Linked DNA regions of Bombyx mori: region 1 is linked to region 2. Evidence: chromatin contacts called from public Hi-C data. All regions are on one chromosome and are shown on one strand. Each heading gives the region's core, a stretch centred on a gene start, on an enhancer-like site or on the middle of the called end of the contact. The rest is flanking DNA. Distances are from core to core; before and after follow the strand shown. Region 1 holds the start of Tal-like (tarsal-less). Region 2 has its middle 4.6 kb from the start of TRNAG-GCC.

Region 1 (3,169 bases), core at 172-2,671, 37 kb before region 2:
GGTGTTTTTAGGTACTTTAAGCACCGGTCACCGTTCTCGTCGAACCCGTCGCTTGCGACGAAGGGCTCGACGAGTAAATTAACTCTCAGACACAGCCCACTGAGTTTCTCGCCGGATCTTCTCAGTGGGTCGCGTTTCCGATCCGGTGGTAGATTCTGCGAAGCACGGCTCTTGCTAGCGTTCGTGTTAGCATCGTCGTCAGGTTTGAGCCCCGTGAGCTCACCTACAAACGTTAGGGCGAAGCTGAAATAGCCTCTCAAGGCTATCAGCATAGGTAGGAACAAAAAAAAAAGGGCGCGGAATAAGGTTATGTTTATGAGTTTTCTTGTGCACTGGCTATTAATATCCTATTAATTACACACTGCTTACTAACTAGTTGATTGTGTTAGCTTAAGATTTTCTTAACGCCTTAAAACTTTTCCGAATCTATCTAATGATTCAGACGATATGGATGTTGGCGTTTGCAACACAGATAAATAGTACAAATAAAACTTCTATTGATTGGATGTGGTATCCATATGATTCGCTTTTTTTAATCTGACGTTTCGGATTTGCTTTACAATTTTCATACTCACAGACGAATGAGAATTTCATTTATCAATATTTGCATATTTTGCTAATTTACTATAAAAATATTTTTGATTTTATAATTTTAATGAAATGTACCGAAAGAAACCGAAGAAAATGCGATGAATATGTTAATTATTTAAATACATGCATTATTTTATTATTAATAAATCGTATGTTTAATTATGTAATCGTATTTAAATGATAGCTTTTTGTCATATAATTCTCATTAAAACTTGAATTTATATTTAAATTATTACAAAGTGAGATAACAGGAGACAGAGAACGGTCAGAAAACGCGATTGAGTCGTGGTAACGGTTACCGTCAAGCCAACATATTGTAGGCCCATACATAATGTAGCAGTCTATATATCATGTGAACCTCTGCGCCCTGGTCCAACGAGGAATTCTAGTTTCATAAATCTGTCTCAGGAAGCAAAGCCTCCAGCATATTTATGTTCAAGGTTTAATAGAAAAGAGCATTTATTGTGAATGAAATTATAAGAAAACAACCTAATCTAAGTGTTATTTTATAGATATACGTTATACGTTATATATATATCAATGGTTCTTAATGATTAAATTTCAAACGACGAATATGGTTACATATTATGAAGAAAACATCTGGTTTAAATGATTGCATTATCAAGGAAGCGGTGATATAATACCGATAAACGATGCTAGCGATCCAACGCTGTTGCATTTCTAACCGTATGTAGTTCATTTGGGCCGGTCAGTGGCAGCGTCGGAAAACGCATTTCACTAGTTAGGTCCGCTCGGCGCGAGATGGCGCTCCCGGAGGCCGTTTCTAATATAAGCCTGCGCCGGCGGCGCTCCTCTCATTGCCTCACAACGCGTACAAGTGCTCGGTCGGCTGTGCCTAAATCTCGCCGCGGAACGTGTTACGATCTTGTGTTGTCTGTGCTGTCATGGATATTGTCACCCTGGACCCGACCGGTCTCTATTAACCATGGAGCTTACTCTGGACCCCACCGGCCAGTACTGAACAAGACTTTACCCCTTCTTATTAGAAATGCTCAAAGTGTTGGATCCCACCGGTCAGTATTAAAGCAACCATGACCGGCCTGGACCCCACCGAAGTGTACTGATGTCAACATGTGCTGCGGCCGGAGGAGGATCTGCACTGGCTCGAGTCCGGCGGAAACGTCTTCGTGCAGAAAGAGAAGGTTTCACACAGACTTCCCGCTTTGCTGATCGACAACAACCGCGCCTGTAAATATGAACACGGAGGGACGTGACAAGGTCATTGCATGGAAATCAGCTGATTGCTAAGCGCCATCCGGAAATGTATAGAAATACTTCGATTATCTTGAGACAACCTCCTTAGTCACATTTAAATGTAAGTTTTTTTTTTTCTGCTACTTTTCGAAACTGCCCGTTGACGTCGCGCAGCTCGTTCCATATTCGAATTTAAATTCCATTCGGGAGACACGTCGACGGACATTTTCGTGTTTTATTTTTGTTTTGTAAAATATTCCAAAATTCAGGGATTAAATCAGCGAGACAAAGAAGCGGGCAGCTGTCGCCGTGACGGACTCCACTGTTGCACGCCACACGTTAAAAGTTCATTGCACAGATGTAATCCTTCCTATTTCCCCGAATGCCATATTCGGACATTTTAGAATGCGAAGGCACATTCGTAGTCAGAATAGAACGAACCGAGACGGTACTGGTAATGTCTATTTTATTTAAAATCCCCGTAAAGGCCCGCGTAAGATTTCTGCTCGAATTTCGGCCAGTATCGCGATTTTTATGGCACCGACCGCGAGTTCGTTGACCGGACATATTTTATTTCATCGCGCGCTTCCACGTACACACACAGAGAGTATACACCCACACGGAGAAACAGACGCACCCACACGAACGCAATTAACGTTTACATGTCCGCGTGAAGTTTCGCGTAAACACAAAACCGCGCTCACTTACACACCGTGTACATACACATTGCCGTAATTAATTAATATTATTGTGTCACACTCGCAATCAATAAAACAATTCACTTTTCAAATTGTGCACTATTGAATAACTATTATAAATTTCCAATCGATCGTGCTATATTTACTTTAGCAATAACTAGTCTAATCAATGTTAATTAATGTTAAGATTTAGTAATGTATGATACGATTTAGTGTCGCATATTTTAATGAAGCTGATGAGACAAGTTTTATCGTCGACCGAGGTGGGCTCGACTCGAAATATCTTAAAGAATTAACAAGCACGTAATGTGTCCGTGTTTGCCGAATTATTCCAGTTCATCAACCGGGCGAACGTCCGATCGGGAGTTCAAAATAGATGCGGACGCGATTCCACGGCGCTCCTCGGCGACATATTAAAAAAAAAACTTGATTTTAAAACATGAATCAGTTTAGTGAGTAATAAAAAAATAGAGTAGATGCATTTTAATTTTGCAACATTGCAACACTGCGCTATACTGTCAAATTTAAAATCGAAAATTGAACACGGAAGTCTGTGGCGCTTGCGCAACCCGGCTTGTGATTGAAAGATTGTTCATCATTTGTCACGAGCGATGTATTAGTTAGTTGTACGTGATATTTTGTTTGGCACACGTGAGATTGAGCAA
Region 2 (3,189 bases), core at 611-3,110:
AGTGATAGACAGCAGCCTGGCTCTGCCCCTGGTATTGCTGAGGTCCATGAGCGATGGTAACCACTCACCATAAAGTTGAGCCGTAAATACGTCTACAAGAGCAATCTCAAGGTCGGTGGTGCATTTACGTTGTACATGTCTGTGGGCTCCGGTAACCAGTTAACACCAGCTCGTCCACTCATCTAGTCAATAAAAAATAAATAAAAAAAGACATAAAAGTCGTATTAAAACAACATCAGCTTTTGAAATTAATCATTTCATTTTGCAATTCTTTCCGGTTTATTATAAATGAAATCATTTTTAGGAGTTGTTTTCTTTGAATATTCGATTTAAAAATAGTAGTCCACACACTTAGAGTCAAAAAGATTGGTCCAAAATTAATGGTGCTAGTTTAGAGCCTTTAAAATATTTATATCGATCCACTTACTATACAGCATTAATATATTTATTAACCGAGATTGAAATAATTGCAATGAAATAACAAAAGTTTTTGCCTTCAGAGTTACCTCAAATTCAAAAGACATTAAATAAAATCCACACCAATACTATTTATTTAACATATTTTTAAATAAAGACAACAAAAATACGCCAGCACCTAAAAATTGTTCTTAATACGGTCCTGGCACAAGCTGCAAAATATATAAATATGTCTTAAAGTTTTTAAGGGTAAACTAAGCCGCCAATTAACTTCTTAAATTATTACTTTGCGGACCTATTTTGAGGAGATCCCGATTGGTTTTTCTCTCGTAATTTTGTTTAAATGACTTTATCGATTTTAAATAGTTCAGTAAAAGTTAATTTGTTTTTTTTTAATAGAGACCTACATTTTGCAATGTGGTGATATCGATGGCGCTATGGAATTGAGAATCGAATAAGTTAATTAAGGAAAAAAACCAGAACACGTGGCAAATAACGAAAAGTCATGAGCGAATCCACGATAATGGATTAACCCCCCTATATGAAATTAAAATCAATCAAGAATATTTAATTTGCCTAATTAAGTACAAGTTTGTGACGCGAAACAATAATTCGTTCCTATTAAGAGAACGGGACTGCACTTCAGAATACAATTCTAGGGTAACCGTACTCGTCGAACTCGACAAAGAGTTCGCCGTGTAACCTAACCCATGAATCAGCTCGCTGAGTTTCTCGCCGGATCTTCTCAGCGGGTCGCGATTCCGATCCGGTAGTAGATTCATTCGCGAAGCAGCTGCTCTTGAGCTGTTAGGTCTCCTTCGGAGGCGCTCAGGTAGCTGTTAGCAAATCCGACCCCTCCTGGCTGAGCCTTTGCTCGCCCACCTGTCCTGGTGAAACTGGAAAGGCCTCCGGGCCACCAGTAATCCTTCAATCATAAAAAAAAAAAGAATACAATTGAGATTTGAGAGATCAATTGTATGTTTATTTCTGTATTTTTCGGTAAAACTAGATTCACAACTTATGAAATATCCGTATCCGATATTATTCTAAGCCGGTATTAATTTTGCTAAAAATATATATATATATTTAAGCACTCTATCATCACTGCGAGTGACTCACTAGAATGCTTTGATAAAACACGTGCTTGTACTACGCCCGTGTGACGTGAGTCTACTGACCAACTATTCATTCCGATCTCCTGCCCAACTATGTTCCCCTAGTACATTAAACGTCTCTTAAGTCGATTCTTAATCCGAATTTTAAGATTTAGTTTAGTGTTGTTGGACACGCCTAGAGTGCTTTCCGAAAGTAAAGTTTACGTAAATATTCATAAGGAGGATTTTTGTTCGAAGCTAATAAAGCGACGCTTAAATATCAGACGGGAAAAGGTAGTCGTGAAACAAACTTTAATTGTGGGTTAATAGATTTGAAAATTCAATGCGCTCAAAATTTCCAATAACTCTTAATGTGTATGCCGCCCTGGTACTTGTGAACGCTCGTATTCGTTTGTTCTTAGACTGTGACTCTAACTAAATTTTGTTTCTCGTCAATCCTTTTTTCTTATTTAATGTTTGTTGTTTGTTAGTTTTATGAACTTTTTTTTTGTGGGATGAGCACATCGCTCACTTGATGGTGAACGGTCACCGACCCTAATTGACACCAGCTGTGTCAAACTGTTGACAGCTTGCAGTAGGTGTAGTAGCTGGTGGTAGAACCTCTTGTGAGTCCGCGCGGGTAGGTGCCATCACCCTACTTATTTCTGCCGCGAAGCAGTAATGCGTTTCAGTTTGAAGGGTGGGGCAGCCGTAACTATACTGAGACTTTAGAACTTATATCTCAAGGTGGGTGACGCATTTACGTTGTAGATGTCTATGGGCTCCAGTAATCACTTAACACCAGGTGGGCAGTGAGCTCGTCCACTAATCTAAGCAATAATAAAAAAAAAACGTAGGGGCGCTGTTGAACTCCATACAAATTTGAGTTAACTTTTACGCGATCATGAAGTAAAAAAACTCGCACTAAGCACGCGGAAAATATAATGTACGCATGACATTAGTTGAAATATGTCATTTATCTTCTTTGAGTACAAGGCTGGTAAAAGCCCCCTAACATCAAGTTGAGTTCGATCAAACTCGACTAAGTACAGTGGTTACAGAACCAGTGCACAGGTGTACATACGGGCACACAACGAACAGGTGAATTAGGCTGATTTCTATGGGTTTACGTGCCATTGAAATAGACTAGTGGATACTGTAGAGTCGTATTGTGTTAAAAGAATTTAATGGCTACTTTTTTTTTTATTGGCGTAGACGTAGCGTCTCGGTCTAATAAGATACTTGAGCCCGTAGATGTCATAAAATGAATAATGAAATAAATGAATTATTACTTCACTCAAATAATACTTATATATTTCTTATTTTTTCGGTTAGAACGATAGGACTGATATTATCAAATTATATTAAAAGTCCTGTCGCTTCTACATATAGCAATAGATGTGCTGTGCTGAACTTATTCTGTCAAACCATATAAAAAACTAAATACATAATAATAGAATTACAAACTTGGCACTATTAAATGGAGTAAAAAAACTAATCACAGATTACATAGTACACTTACTTACACTTTACAGTACAAATGATCGATTTTGTTTTCCTTCAAAATCCTTAAATAAATGTGCTTGTATGTCCGATGTTGCCATAATTCAGAACTTTGAATTCCTTAAAAGACATTTAAAAAAAAAATCGTCTTCTCAACAATACTCATATTCCGAAT

The links. Hi-C and Micro-C count contacts between places; a contact is called where the count stands out from the background.
Region 1: a contact with region 2 is called in a Hi-C map of whole pupa, with 1.7 times the contacts expected there. The contact joins the promoter of Tal-like here to the enhancer-like site in region 2. A contact is called at or near these places in 2 of 7 Hi-C or Micro-C datasets (posterior silk gland and whole pupa).

The regions. Positions count from the first base shown.
Region 1 is chr26:4,189,084-4,192,252 of ASM3026992v2, reverse strand. It overlaps Tal-like (tarsal-less), which reads left to right and starts at 1,421. Exons shown (of 2, transcript NM_001134491.1): 1 at 1,421-1,927. The coding sequence starts at 1,644. The coding sequence ends at 1,676.
Region 2 is chr26:4,152,027-4,155,215 of ASM3026992v2, reverse strand. No RefSeq gene overlaps it. Among protein-coding and RNA genes, the nearest start is that of TRNAG-GCC, 4.6 kb to the right of the region's middle. Within about 2 kb of position 1,860, at least 8 of the 8 cell types and tissues checked have open chromatin away from gene starts, as enhancers often do.